Linked DNA regions of Sus scrofa: all the other regions are linked to region 2. The links are chromatin contacts, called in public Hi-C, HiChIP or PLAC-seq and promoter capture Hi-C maps. All regions are on one chromosome and are shown on one strand. Each heading gives the region's core, a stretch centred on a gene start, on an enhancer-like site or on the middle of the called end of the contact. The rest is flanking DNA. Distances are from core to core; before and after follow the strand shown. Region 1 holds the start of GNA15 (guanine nucleotide-binding protein subunit alpha-15). Region 2 holds the start of TLE6 (transducin-like enhancer protein 6). Region 3 overlaps LOC110259368 (a long non-coding RNA gene). Region 4 holds the start of GNA11 (G protein subunit alpha 11).

What was found. Promoter capture Hi-C pulls out the DNA fragments that hold promoters and counts their contacts. A called contact is a pair of places that touch in the nucleus more often than the background predicts. HiChIP or PLAC-seq counts read pairs in DNA pulled down with a chosen protein or histone mark.
Region 1: a contact with region 2 is called in an H3K27ac HiChIP or PLAC-seq map of alveolar macrophages. The contact joins the promoter of GNA15 here to the promoter of TLE6 in region 2. A contact is called at or near these places in 1 of 5 promoter capture datasets (liver), 2 of 47 Hi-C or Micro-C datasets (blood and embryonic fibroblasts) and 1 of 2 datasets of contacts at active chromatin or transcription factors (alveolar macrophages).
Region 3: a contact with region 2 is called in a Hi-C map of alveolar macrophages, with 2.2 times the contacts expected there. The contact joins the enhancer-like site here to the promoter of TLE6 in region 2. A contact is called at or near these places in 16 of 47 Hi-C or Micro-C datasets (alveolar macrophages, embryonic fibroblasts, epiblast stem cells and 10 more) and 1 of 2 datasets of contacts at active chromatin or transcription factors (skeletal muscle).
Region 4: a contact with region 2 is called in a promoter capture Hi-C map of liver, with 2.9 times the contacts expected there. The contact joins the promoter of GNA11 here to the promoter of TLE6 in region 2. A contact is called at or near these places in 1 of 5 promoter capture datasets (liver), 8 of 47 Hi-C or Micro-C datasets (blood, embryonic fibroblasts, heart right ventricle and 3 more) and 1 of 2 datasets of contacts at active chromatin or transcription factors (skeletal muscle).

What each region holds. Positions count from the first base shown.
Region 1 is chr2:75,431,650-75,435,231 of Sscrofa11.1, forward strand. It overlaps GNA15 (guanine nucleotide-binding protein subunit alpha-15), which reads right to left and starts at 2,160. Exons shown (of 7, transcript XM_005654729.3): 1 at 1-2,160.
Region 2 is chr2:75,548,417-75,551,962 of Sscrofa11.1, forward strand. It overlaps TLE6 (transducin-like enhancer protein 6), which reads right to left and starts at 2,260. Exons shown (of 15, transcript XM_021084155.1): 1 at 2,141-2,260; 2 at 1,445-1,550; 3 at 645-718. The coding sequence starts at 1,513. LOC110259369 (a long non-coding RNA gene) reads left to right here and starts at 2,303. Exons shown (of 5, transcript XR_002341701.1): 1 at 2,303-2,531; 2 at 2,819-3,001.
Region 3 is chr2:75,471,663-75,475,209 of Sscrofa11.1, forward strand. All of the region lies in intron 2 of LOC110259368 (a long non-coding RNA gene), which reads left to right. Among named protein-coding and RNA genes, the nearest start is that of GNA11, 17 kb to the left of the region's middle. Within about 2 kb of position 2,044, at least 13 of the 83 cell types and tissues checked have an H3K27ac peak or open chromatin away from gene starts, as enhancers often do. A contact at or near this core is called in alveolar macrophages, where this site is marked.
Region 4 is chr2:75,454,984-75,458,547 of Sscrofa11.1, forward strand. GNA11 (G protein subunit alpha 11) reads right to left here and starts at 1,872. Exons shown (of 7, transcript NM_001044538.2): 1 at 1,734-1,872. The coding sequence starts at 1,869.

The DNA.
Region 1 (3,582 bases), core at 910-3,409, 120 kb before region 2:
CGGCATTGAGGTGAGCTGTGGTGTAGGTCACAAACGTGACTCGGATCCCACGTGGCTGTGGCTGTGGCGTAGGCCAGCAGCTGTAGCTCTGATTCGACCCCTAGCCTGGGAACTTCCATATGCTGCGGGTGCAGCCCTAAAAAGCAAAAGAAAGAAGGAAAGAAGGAAAGAAGGAAAGAAAGAAAGAAAGAAAGAAAGAAAGAAAGAAAGAAAGAAAGAAAATACACAGAGAAAACACATAAAATATGAATATATAATCTAACAAATTCCTGTGACACCAACAACCACATGATCCCCACTGAGGTCAGGGATAAGGGCATCAATAGCCCCATGAGGGCCCCCGGGTGTACTTTCCAACAGGAATCCTCTCTTGCCAGGCAGGCAGCATGGCCCTGACTAGTACAGTGTTTCCATGTTGCGGGGGGGGGGGCATACTTTGTGGTAAAAAGATTTATTTGGATAGAATATTTTACCCACAAAGTACCCCTGCCCCCCAACACAGAAACACTGTCTTAGTCAAGGCAGTGCAACATCACTGATTATTACAGAAATGCAAATCAAAACTATGATGAGGTACCACTTCACACTGGTCAGAATGGCCATCATTAGTAAGTCCACAAATAACAAATGCTGGAGAGGATGTGGAGAAAAGGGAACCCTCCTGCACTGTTGGTGGGAATGTAAATCGGTAAAACTGGTATGGAAAATGGTAAGGAGGTTCCTCAGAAAACTAAATAGAGAATTACCATATGATCCAGCAATTCCCTCCTGGGCATATACCCAGACAAAACTTTCATTCAAAAAGATACATGTGGAGTTCCCGTCGTGGCGCAGTGGTTAACAAATCCGACTAGGAACCATGAGGTTGCGGGTTCGGTCCCTGCCCTTGCTCAGTGGGTTAAGGATCCAACGTTGCTGTGGCTGTGGCGTAGGCTGGCGGCTACAGCTCCGATTCGACCCCTAGTCTGGGAACCTCCATATGCCGCGGGAGTGGCCCAAGGAACGGCAAAAAGACAAAAAAAAAAAAAAAAAAAATACATGCACCCCTATGTTCACTGCAGCACTATTCACAATAGCCAAGACATGGAAACAACCTAAATGTCCATGGAGAGATGAATGGGTAAAGAAAATGTGGTACATATATATAATGGAATGTTACTCGGCCATAAAAAAAGAATGAAATAATGCCATTTGTAGCCACACATGGATGCAACCAGAGATTCTCACACTAAGTGAAGTCAGACAGAGAAAGACAAATACCATATGATACCACTTATCTATGTGGAATCTAAAATATGAACCGAAGAAATCTGTCTATGAAACAGAAACAAACTCACAGACAAAGAGAACATACTTGTGGTTGCCAAGGGGGTGGGGTTGGGGAGGGATGGAGGGGGAGGTTGGGGTTAGCAGATGTAAGCTGTTATACATGGAGCGGATAAACAACGTCCTACTGTGTAGCACAGAGAACGATATGCAATGTCCTACAATAAACCATAATGGAAAATAATATTTTAAAAAGTGTATACATAACATGAATCACATCGCTGTACAGCAGAAATTAACACAAGTTGTTCTACAGCAACTATACTTCAATTTTAAAAAATATCCTTTCTGGCGTAATGAGGAATAGGATGTTTATATAGTTTCAAAGTACCTCGCATTCCTCAGCGGATGGGAGTGTTGGTAACTTAGGGCCACACCCGAAGTCATGCCCCCTCCCACCAGGGCTGGCCCAAGCCTAGGGAATCACTAAGGTCCATCCCCTCCCTTTATTACTGATGAATCAAGAATTTGATTCCACTTCTGCGTTTATATCCAAAAGGACAGAAAGCAGGGTCTCCAGCGGGTACTTAGCACCCATGTTCACGGCAGCAAAGTTCACCTTAGCCAAAAGGAGGAAACACCCAGGTGTCCGTCGCCGGCTCTCTGGGCCGGCTTCGTGGGCGAGGGACCCGTGCTCCGAAGGCTTTCAGTCTTAAAAACCTCCTGGTGTTGTCACAAAAGCCCTGCATTTTCACCTTGCACTAGCCCTCCTGGCTGGACCCGCCGCGGCTGGGGCTCAGGTTCCGGGGCGCTGCCTACCGTCAGAGCAACGGCCTGGCGGTTCCCTCCCGGTTTTCCTCTTCGAACGGTGTTGCGGAGAAGACCTCTCGGGCGTGTGCATGTTCGAGCTGCAGGTGGGCCGGCGAGTGGAGCGCGGGAGAGCGGCACCTGCCGGCAGCGAGGGGCATGACGGCCAGCGCCGACGGCCGCCTCCGCTGGCTCCCTCCCTGCACCTGCTGCCTGAATCCCACTCCCATTGTCTGCCTCCCCCGGGGGACCAGCCCATTGGCTACCCCAGGACCAGTGCAGCCCCTTTCCCCCCGGCCTCCGATCCCTCCCAATCCCAGTCTGTCCTCCCCGTAGCAGCCACCAAAGAGGGTCTGTGAGCGCCTAGGTCAGGCTCTACCCTACTCTGCCTACAGCCCCCCAGGTCTCCCACTTCCCACCAAGTAAAATCCCAATCATCCCTGCAGCTCACAAGGATCTGAAGAACCTGCCCGTCCTCTGCCTGCCCTCCCCTCCTCCTTCTTGTCTGCTGGATCGCTGCACTTCAGACACTAGGGCTTGCTCTTCCAACTCAGCAAGCATGGTGCTGCCCCAGGGCCTTTGCACCAGCTGTGTCCTCTGCCTGGAAAGCCCTTCCCTTAGATCACAGCACGGCCTCTTCCCTTCACATCTGCCAGAATCCTATTTGAATGCCACCTCCTCAGAAAGGCCTTTCCTGAACAGCCTGTCTGAAACGGCCACTATTGCTCTTTATGCCTCTTCCCTGTTTTTCTTCATAGATTAAGTCATGGTGTTAAGTGCTGTCTTCTCCCTGTATCTGCAGTGCATAGGACAGTGCCTGGCACACATGGGGACTTCAAGGCATTTCCATCCCACTGATGAACGAGTAAACAAAACTGGAGGGGAGAGTTTCCTGGTGTTTCAGCAGGTTAAGGATCCCTGTTGTCACGGCTGTGATGCGGGTCTGATCTCTGGCCCGGGAACCTGTGCATGCCGCAGGCGCATGCACAGCTGGTGGGAGCATGAAATGAGGCAGCCGCCAGTAGAAACAGTCTGGCAATTCCTCAAATACTTAAACATAGAATCACCACGTGACCCAGCAATTCTACTTCTGGGTTTATACCCAGTAGAATGAAAAGCAGAGTCTCAAAGAGATACTTGCACACCCGTGTTCACAGCAGCATGACTGATAGTGGTCAAAAGGTAGAAACACTCCAAGTGACTATCAACAGACGAATAAACAAATATGGTCCATCCAGACTGTGGAATATGATTCAGCCTTAAAAGGGAAGGAGATTCTGATACCTGCTCCAACGTGGATGGATGGAGCTTGGGGACATGATGCTCAGTGAGAGAAACAAGACACAGAAGGACAAAGACTCCACTCATATGAGGTCCCTGAAGGAGTCACATTTATAGAGAGAGAAATAGGATGGTGGATGAAAAGACAACCCACAGATTGGGAGAAAAAATTTGCAAATGAAATGACTGACAAGGGATTCATCTCCAAAATGTACAAATACCTCATGC
Region 2 (3,546 bases), core at 1,010-3,509:
GCAGTGTCAAGATGAATCTGGTTTTCATGTTCTTTTTTTTGGCTACATGTGGCATGTGGAAGTTCCCAGGCCAGGGATCGAACCAGTGCCGCATTGGTTACAACATTGGATCCTCAACTGCTGAGCCATCAGGGGAACTCCTTAATGCATTTTGTTTGTTTTTTTCCCTTCCTTTTTAGGGCTGCACCTGCATTACAGCACATGGAATTTCCCAGATTAGGGGTTGAATCCGAGCTGCAGCTGCTGGCCTACACCACAGCCACAGCGACACCAGATCCGAGCCACAGTTCATGCAATGCAGGATCTTTAACTCACTGAGCGAAGCCAGGGATCCAACCTGCATTCGCATGGATAACAGTCGGGCTCATTACCGCTGAGCCACAATGGGAACTCCTTCAAATATACAATTGAATGCAAGCAAATTCACACTAAATGACAAAATAAATCAAACATTTAAATGCAAGCCAGGTTGGTTTTTACCGGTTTTCCTTCCTTTTTGCTTCGGCCTCCAATATGCTTCCTCCCCCCACTCCCTTCCTTTTAATTGTTCTGACTTTTAGGCCAATGAGACACCAAGTGGGATTTTTTTCCTCAGTGGGACTTGGGGCCACAGCCAGGCTCCAGCTGCCGAGAATGGCCCTCACCTGGGGAACTGCTGCTTGAGTTGATCCAGAACCTCCTGGTAGTTCAGGGCTGGAAGGCTGGCCTCAGGATGAGCCTGGAGAGATTGAAAGAGGGATAAACAAGACCCACAGGCTCCCAGTATCCCAGCAATCAGGTCATCAGTTCCCAGGAGGGAGGGGTGGGACTTCCTGAGACCTGAAGATAACTGGCTTGCTCTCTTATTACTTAAGTACCCACAGGCATCTTCCATTTTGCTTCTTGGCCTAAAGTTGAAAATATTTACTCTCTGGCCCTTTAGAGAAGTTTGCCTGCCCCCGGCCTAAGCTTAGAAATAGTCTTTTAGGAAGGAATGGGGGGAGGTTTTTTTTTTTTTTTTTTTTTTGGTTCATAAAATATTAACTGAGGATTTCTCATTGTGGTGCAGAGGAAAGGAATCTGACTAGTATCCGTGAGGATTTGGGTTCGATCTCTGGCCTTGCTCAGTGGGTTAAGGATCTGGCATTGCCATGAGCTGAGGTGTAGGTGGCGGACTCAGCTTGGATCCTGTGTTTTTGTGGCTATGGCTGCAATGTAGGCCAGCAGCTGCAGCTCCGATTGGACCCATAGCCTGGGGACCTCCATATGTCATGGGTTCAGCCCTAAAAGGACTAAATAAATAAATATCTTAAACCATGATGGGTTGGTGTCCCCAGCTTAAGGCCTGGCAAGACAGGCCTACATCTCTTCCTCTCTCAGGAGCAGGAGAACTAGATTTGAGCCCAGCCCCCAACCTCTTACCCCCTCTCCCCCAGGGGCTAATGCCAAGCCAGGCCCTCCTCACCAAAGTTCCTGGAGGCCTCACCATCTTTTGAAGGTGCTCGTGGGGGCTGCGATGGCCCCGAGAGGTCATCTTCAGGCAGAAGTCACAAAGACTTTAGCCAGGGACTCTAATAAAAGTAACAAGACAGAAGATCATGAACACAGAAGGCTGGGCAGTGGCAGGGACAGAAGCAGCTCTACCCCACCCTCGGCCTCCCACCCACCCCTGCCAGGACCCAGTCCTGAGTCCCCAGTCCCCTCCCTGCCTGCGGTATTCCACAGCATTCCCTACATCCTACATTCACTCATCTACCCCGCTGTTGCTTCCAGCTGTGTTAATTAGTGATGGGGACCCTAGGACCTCACCTTATGAGGTGGTGGGGGGGGTATGGTTCTGAACACCTACACACCCCGCCAGGAGCAGTCAGGGTGGGAGGAAACCCAGAGAAGGATGCCAAAGCTCAATCTTAGTTTTGAGACAACTTCTTAAAGTACGGGAGAACATAATTTGGAAAGGGGTTTTGACGGATGAGTAAGAGTTGGCCAGGTGCATTAGGAGAAATTTCTCAGGAGGAAAGAGACTTCGCTCTACTCCAATCACTCCTGTAGCAGCAAGCCTAACCCTTCTTCACTTCGCTTCTACCCCTCAGCATCCCTCCAGCCTCCTCCCCAGCCCAGGGACCCTGAGGTCCTCCAGGAGACCGGCGGGTCTACTCGCCTCCCTCAAGATCGTGGCCCGTGAGGTGCCAGGAAGATGCCGCGAGGGTCGGCCAAGTTCAGGCAGACTGGAAGCGCCTCCTCCCATCCCCCGGGGCCAATTGACCCATCGGGCCCCACCCCGGCCCGCCCCAGCCCCGCCCCGGCCCGCAGCCACCTGAACCGGGAAGCTGGTCAATGAGCAGGGAGCAGCTGCACGTGGGCTCAGGCTCCGCGGGCGGCTGCTGGCGGCGCTGGCCAATGGCTAGGCTGCTTTCCCACGTGGGTCTCGGTCGCCGTCGCTGATTGGTCGGCTCTCCCCAGCCGCCGGCCGGACTGTCAATCAGCGCGCCCGGCGCCGCAGCTTAACCCTCGCGGTCCCGCTGCAGGAAAGGGTTGCTTGCAGAGTCAAGGTAGTTTGGGGTTCAGGCTGGAGTAAAGATATTTAGAAGGACAAGGGGTTTGGGGGTCTGAGAGGGTAGAACTTGGGGAGGGCCTGGGAGGCTTGTAGTTGCCTTGTTTGGTGAGAAGCCTTATAATTTTTTCGTCTTACCCAGGAGTGACTCGTGGCTGGGAGGCGGGGGTGGGGTGGGGCGCTGAGAGTGGAAGTGGGGGGATCTTAGGTAGGGCAGTCTCGCTCTAGTCCTTAGATACGCACTAAGACCCTTTTCCTCAATATTAAAAAACTGAACTTTTTTAGTTCCAGGCTTCCCAGGAGCCAAACCCAGGGCTGTGCATTTTATCAGCGAATTTTCCCTGCTGCTCTTCAAGCCCAGGGACAGAGGCTCTGAGAATCTGAGAACCAAAAGCTGGAGCTGCAAAGGCCTTGGGACTATTGGCCTAGTTCAGCTCTCTCAGGTTCAAGGCCAAGAGAGAAAGAGTGGTGGGTACTCTAGGCCTGGGGTGATGTCAGACTTAGGGGTGGGGTGTGTGGAGGGATTCTGAGATGTGAAGCCGTTAGTCCAGAGTTTGGGGTGAGACGCCAAGTTTGTGCCCACCCCAGAGCCTTTACACTGGCTCTTCTCCCCTGGGCCAGAGAGGGTCTCTCCCCTGACTGCCACTGACTGGATCCCTCACCTTCAGCTCTGGGTCAGAGGTCACCACCTTAGGGAGGCCTCCATTCTCCCTTTCTTATTTTTCTCCAAATCTGTTTTATATTGGAGCTAATCTTGTAATCTCCATGGCCCTAAACCCTGTTGTGTTCAAAATTCACAGAATGCTGATGGGGATTCTTATACCTGCCTGCACCTGGAGGGGGTGGGAAGGATGCTGGCTTGGGATCCACACAAACCGGAGAAATCTCCCCCACAACCCCATCTTGTGCTTTGTGGGGGGTGAGGAGTGTGTAAGGGAAATAGGCCACTGAGGGTTCAGATCTTGGGATGTGCAGCCCCTAGGGGTTATGATGTAAACACACAAATTGGGTTT
Region 3 (3,547 bases), core at 794-3,293, 77 kb before region 2:
CCTTAACCTGCTGAGCCACCAAGGAACTCGTACTTTTGAACTTCTGAGGACCCACTGAACTATTTTCCATAGCAGCTGCATCATTTTCCATTCCCACGGGCTGAGCAGGAGGTGTCTGATTTCTCCAGCCTTGTCAATGCTTGTTACTTTTTTTGGGGGGTGGGGGTTGGGTTGGGTTGGTTTTTCATAGAGGTCCTAATGGGTATCTCCCTGTGGTTTTAATTTGCATTTCCCTGATGACTAATGAAAGATGTTAAACAGCTTTTCATGCACTTTTGGGCCATTTGCACAACTGCAGAAAAGTCTACTCACGTCCTCTGCCCACGGGTTGGTTTGACCTGCTCTTGAACTTGATACATGTGCAGCCGGGCCACTAGCTCTCCAGGCCTGGCCTCCTTCTAAGTCATGCCTGCAACACTGGTCAAGGTTGTGACACTAGTCCTTGACCATTTTCCATGCTGTGACCCTGGCCCAAGGGACCTCAGGGTTTGGGTTTCTGGTTTGGGTCCTTCATCAGCCTGTACTCTGCATCACTGTTTTTGTCCATCTGTAGGTGGAGAAATCAATTCAGTGAGTCAAGACTCACATTTTCATTTTCAGCAATATAGAACGGGAAATATCATAACGCATCATGCTTAGCAGGGGCAAGTGTTATCTTGGTCAACTTTTATTGGGGGGATGCACATATTTAAATTTGTGTCCTGAGTAGTAGGTAGGTATACATATGCATATATATAATATAGTCCTTTTAGGTCCACACCCATGGCATATAGAAGTTCCCAGGCTTGGGGTGGAATTAGAGCTGCAGCCACAGGCCTACCCCACAGCTCATAGCAATGCCGGATCTTTAACCCACTGAGCGAGGCCAGAGATTAAACCTGTGTCCTCATGGATATTAGTCAGGTTCATTACCACTGAGCCACAACAGGAACTCTGGTATACATATTTTTAGTTAATTTAATTTTACTGGGAGAAGATGTCATGGTCAAAAAAAGTTTGAAGGCCCCCCTTATATACTGCATCTTGTTTCATAATTTAAATATTAACTGTCTGATGAGTTGATTCACTAAAATGGTGATTCCCAGCTGGGTGTAATTTTGCCCTATGGAGGGAGAGACAGACGGCAGGGGTTCCCTGGTGGCAAATCGGGTTAAGGATCCAGCATTGTCACTGCTGTGGCACAGATTCCATCCCTGGCCCAGGAACTTCCACCTGCCTCAGACTCAGCTAAAAAAATAAAAAAGAGAGACAGACAGACAGCTGCCAGCTGGCAATGTTGATGACATTTCTGGTTGTCACAACTTGGGGGGTGGGATTCTGCCCCCAGGGGACACCAGTCGATGTTGGGGGACATCTGTGGTTGTCATACCACAGGCTTCTGGCATCAACTAGGTGGGGCCCTGGCATGCTGCTCAACCCTCCACAGTGCCCAGAACATCCAACCCCAGAGAATGACCTGGCCCCAAATGTCCTAGAGGTGGAGGGACCCTGTGTTAATTATTTGGGGGAAAAAATGATTTTGATCTCTTAGCTCAAATTACACACCAGAATAAATCTCCAATGGTCAGCTGGTGTAGACCAGAGTGGCCCCCACTACCTGAGTCACTGCGCCCCTCCCACTAGGTGTGCATTTAAATGTGTACAGCATCCCAAGACCTCGGTGGTCTGATGGTCATAGAAACCAGCCTCTTGGGGGTCCATGCAATCCCCTAATCCAATGGGTCTCTCTCAGAGCAGTCCTGCCTCCCCTGGGGACAATAGGCCATGTCTGGGAACATCTGGTTGTCACAACTGGGGGGCTTCTGGCATGGAGTGGGTGAGACCTGGGATGCTGTTCTGCACCCCACAGTGTCCAGGACGGTCCGCACAGACCAATGTCCAAGGGCGAGAGGGTAACCTGGACTAGACTGTCTGGAGTGCAGCGCCGTGTCCAGCACAGAGTCTGGCCCACGGTGGACGCTCTAGCCCGCCAGTTGAGGGCTGCCTGCTACCTGCTCAGCCTCTGCCCGGGGGCTTCAGCTCCTGGGACATGCTGCCCCCATGTGGTCGATCCTGGAATCGCAATCTCGGTCCCTGTTAGTGGGTGGAGCCAGCGCTGACAGGCTGGCCTGACCTTGGGGAGCGAAAGCGCTTTCTGCCAGAACGGGAATACTCCAGCTCGGTGCTGCTCGGCACACTAGCCGCTTGAGCCCCGGAGCGGTGGCCAGGGCCACTGGGGACATACATTTTTCATTTCATTTCATTTCCATCAATTGACGCGTAAGACTATTTGACAGTGTATGGCTAGTGGCCGCCATAGCTCTAGTCTGGGGTCGCTCCTGCTTGGCACAGGGGACATTTGGGCTGTCCTGGACATTGCAGGATGTGAGCAGCATTGCTGGCTGGGGGTGGGGCCGGAGATTTTGCCTTTCTATCAAGACTCCAGGTGATGCTGCTGGGACCTGCCTGAGACCCACTGTCCTACTCCAGTGTCCCCCCACCCCCTCCAGCACTGCAGACAGGGGGTCAGCTCATCCTCTTGGGGCCGTCATGGGCACTGTGGGGTGATGAGTAGCCTCCCTGTTCCACCCACCCGGTGCCAGCAGCCCTCCAGTTGTGACAACCACAGTGTCTCCAGACATCACTCAGTGTCCCCTGGGGACAGAATCACCCCCAGCTGAAAACCAATGCTCAAGAATGTTCAAGGCCGGAGTTCCCGTCGTGGCGCAGTGGTTAACGAATCCGACTAGGAACCATGAGGTTGCGGGTTCGGTCCCTGCCCTTGCTCAGTGGGTTAACGATCCGGCGTTGCCGTGAGCTGTGGTGTAGGTTGCAGATGCGGCTCAGATCCCGCGTTGCTGTGGCTCTGGTGTAGGCCGGTGGCTACAGCTCCGATTCAACCCCTAGCCTGGGAACTTCCATATGCCGTGGGAGCGGCCCAAGAAATAGCAACAACAACAACAACAAAAAGACAAAAAGACAAAAAAAAAAAAAAAGAAGAAGAAGAAGAATGTTCAAGGCCATGCTCTCCACAGAACTTCCTGCCATGGGGGGCAATGATGGGCATCTTCCCTGTCCAGTGGGGTGGCCACCAGCCACAGTGGCTAGCCCCTGAGATGTGGCTTGTGCAACTGAGGAGCTCAATTTTTTAATTTCCTTTCATTTCAGTTAATGTACACTTCTAACACCCAGCTAAGGGGAGCCTCACGCTGGATTTCATTCCATCCTTACAACTTTCTGGAACTCTTAGGACTTCTGTTTGCAGATGAGAAAACAAAGGTGCAGAGAGAGGACTTGACTTGGTCCTCATCACTCAACAAGTAAAAGGCCAGAGTGAGGATACAAACCCGCAGCTGCCTATTAACTAGGAGGCTACACTGCCTCCCAGGACTGGCTTGGGGGCATCTGGGGAAAGTTAAGGAGATACATGCAGGACAGAGAACTCGCCAGACTGGAGATGGAATCTCATCTCTATCACTTCTTGGCTGTGTGAACTTAGGGGTATGTCTTGCCCTCTCTGAGCCCCTGGGTCTCCTTGGCTAGAGCCACTTCCTCTTGGGACTATTCT
Region 4 (3,564 bases), core at 622-3,121, 94 kb before region 2:
AGCCCCTGCAAGCCTCCTCAGTCCAGGCCCAGGGAGACCAGATACACATACCAAGGATGCAGGAGCACCCACCACCATGTCAGTCTGGGGCCTGGAAGGGCTCAGGGCTGGCAGTGGGAGCAACTGCGGGCTCACGCAGCCCCCAGCCTCCAGCCTCCAGCCAGGCCATGGGTCTGGTAACATTAATATGCTGGTAATTTTGAAACCCCAGTTCTGACAATAAAGTCTACCTCTTCTGGCAAAAGCCAGCCAGTGCCACGCTGTCCTCCCAAATGCCACTGGGACTCCACTGCCAGTTTTCTCCAAACTTTAAGGTTACTCTCTGCCTGTCTTTGCTGCAAAGATGGCCCATGTTATAGCCTTTAGGTAAAGCGGAACAAATTTGGGGAAAAGAAATTGGCAAGGTATTTTATCAAAGAGAGGACAGGGGGGGTCCCCACAGGTGGGAGAAGTAAGATGTTCCCACCAAGACCTGCAGCCTCCACAAAGTCATTCCTCCACCATGCAACTCAGTGACTCCAAACCCTGCACCAATAAGCCGGTACACCCCTCCGCGGCAGACCCCTCCTCCACCCACGGCCCATCGCAGCTGCATTTCCAACTTTCCCACAGTGCAGGAATGCAGCCCAGGTCCAGAGAAGGTAGGGCAAGGGCTTCTGTTGTGTAAACGACCTTCTTGCCTTTGACTGCGGAGGTAAGGCCTCCAACAACCCTTATTTGGGGTGACAACACTTCGCTGACAGCTGGGCCGACTGGCTCCCACCAACAGGTGTGCCTTGGGGAGATGGAGATTCGAACAGGAGTCTTCTCCAGGAGGAGAGGAGGACCGGGGAGCCCAGGCTCCCACTAAGACATAGGGGGGGTTGCCGAGTTGGCCAGTTCTGAAAACCGGCTAAGGCCCCTCTGGGGCTCCACCTGCCCCGACCCCAAGAAAAGGGGACAGGCTGTCTTCTCGCCCATGCGGTGTACCTCACTGGCAGGGACATGGGTCTTCCCCACACAGACTGGTCTGAGAGAACGGAGATTGGAGGGGCCCTGCACGCAGGGAACAGGGCTCCACCTGGTGGGAAGAGTGGAGAAAGGATCCCAGGAGGCAAGGGGCACATCTACTGGACTACAGCCGGAAGGTCTGGACCTGAACAGATGCTGGGGTCAGCAAGGGGGGCACACCTGGTGGGGGAGAGACGGAGGGCCAGCCCTGTGCAGGGAGAGGCCGTGTCTCAAGAGAAGGGGCATAGGGCAGACCCTCCAGGGTTATGGGGGCCTGACCTGGAGAGCAGAAGCAGAAGCTGGCCCTGCAGGGATCAAGGAGTGGACAGCAGAGGCCGGGACTGATCCCGAAGCGTCCTGGGAGCCCACCTGGACAGGAGGGGCGAGGGCTAATCCTGAAGGAACCCGGGCCCGTTCTGGACAGCAGAGACTGGGGACTGACACTTCGGGGATTGGGGATCAGGGCCCTGCCATGGAAAGAAGAGGCACGGGCAGATCCTGAGGCTCTGGGGCGCTGATGTGGACAGCAGAGGCAGGAGCTGGCCCCTCGCGTTTCAGGGACTCAGCCTGTACAGCAGAGATTGGGGATGACCCTGCGGGGTTTAGGTGGCCCAGAGGCCGACGGCACCGAGTACGCTGACCCCAAGGCCCGGGGTCCCCACCGTGGACACCACGCAGGGCCGCCACGCTCGGCCGTCCCCGCGCCGCTGGCCCTGGGGACCCCGCAGGCCAGGCCCACTCACCGAGCAGCAGCAGCTTGAGCTCGCGCCGGGCGTCGCGCTTGTCCCGCCGCAGCTGCTTCTCAATCTCGGCGTTGATCCTTTTGGACTCCTTCACCTCATCGCTCAGGCAACACGCCATCATGGACTCCAGAGTCATCGTTCCGGCCCCGGCCGCCCGCCGGCCGCCCCCGCCGTCGCCCCCCGGCCGGCCCGGCCCTGGCCCGGAGCTGCCCTGGCCGCGCCCGCCTGGCCCTCGGCGCTCGGCCCCCGGGCCGGCGGTCAGCCTCGGCCACCTGCGAGCGCCGGTCCCGCTTGGCCGCTGATCCCGCCCGGACGCCCTCTGCCCGCGCCGCCGCCGCCGCCACTGCCGCCGCCACCGCCAACCGCAGCCGCCGCGACCGAGCGACAGCGCCTCACAACCTAACCCGCGCCCGCACAGCGCCGACGGGCGGCCAGTGCGGCCAATGGGAGGGGGCGGTGGCCCGCGCGCCCGCCGCGGGGGCGGGACTAGCAGCTGGGCTGGGCGGGGCGTCGCACGGGCGGGGCGGGGCGGGGCGAGGCGGGCGCGCCCGAGGGTTAGGTTGCGCCGACGTGGGAAGGGGGACGCGCAGCTGGGAGCCGGGCGGGGCCGCCCGGGATTGTGGGAATGTGGCGGACTCTGCAGGGCGGCTCGGCTGCGCTCGGCTCCGCTCGGCCCTGCTCGGCTATGCTGGAGCTAAAGGCTCAGATCCGCAGCTGCTGTCGGTCGATCCGTCGGGCTCCATGTGAGGCAGCGAGGTACCAGCATTCACGGCCTCCCAGGACCCTGCCATTGCCTGACCAGAAATGAACCTTACTCTCAACCATTCTTGGAGCATGCATTAAGGGAACCTCTCCTATATACCAGACTTGGGCTTAGCATTAATGTAAGGCCTTCTGTATGCCAGGTATGGAATGAGCATTAATGGAGTACTTGCTGTATACCAGGCCTGGACCAGCTATTAATGCCGTGCCCACGATGTAACCAAGCATTAATGCAATGCCTGGTGTATACCAGGCAGGAAACAAACATTAGTGGAATGCTTACTGTAAACCTTGCATGTCCAAGCATTAATGCAACACTTGCTATATACCAGGCATGGACCAGGTATTAGTGCAGCGCTACTATATTACAGTCAGGGAACAAGGATTAATGAAGTGCCTACTATATACCGAGTCCTGCCAAGTTAATTTTATGGTAGCATAGCCACGCCCATTCATTTATGGAGATTTGCTGCCTTTACCCTGCACCAGCAGAGTTATGTAGTTGCTACAGCCCTAAAATATTTACTATCTGGAAGTTCCCATCGTGGCTCAGTGGTTAATGAATCAGACTAGGAACCATGAGGTTATGGGTTCAATCCCTGGCCTCGGCTCAGTGGATTAAGGATCCAGCGTTGCTGTGAACTGTGGTGTAGGTCGCAGATGTGGCTTGGATCTGGCATTGCTGTGGCTCTGGCATAGGCTGGCGGCTACAGCTCCAATTTGACCTCTAGCCTGGGACCCTCCATATGCCGCGGGTGCAGCCCTAGAAAAGACAAAAAAAAAAAAAAAATTTCACTGTCTGGCCTCTTAACAGAAAGAGACCTAGAAAGAGGCCCAAACACACAGGAGGTACTCAACCCATGTGTTTCGAATGATGGGAAAAGTATAAAAGTCTGAGGTGCTCCTCATGCTGAGACCCATTTCATGGACAAGGAAAGTGAGGTGCCATTCTCCACAGTTCCCTGACATCGGCACCTCCCCCAGCCCTGACTTGGCTGGAACCCCCACCCCCACCCCCGGCTCTGCCCAGATCACATCATGTACCTTCCAAGCTGCACCTTGAACACTG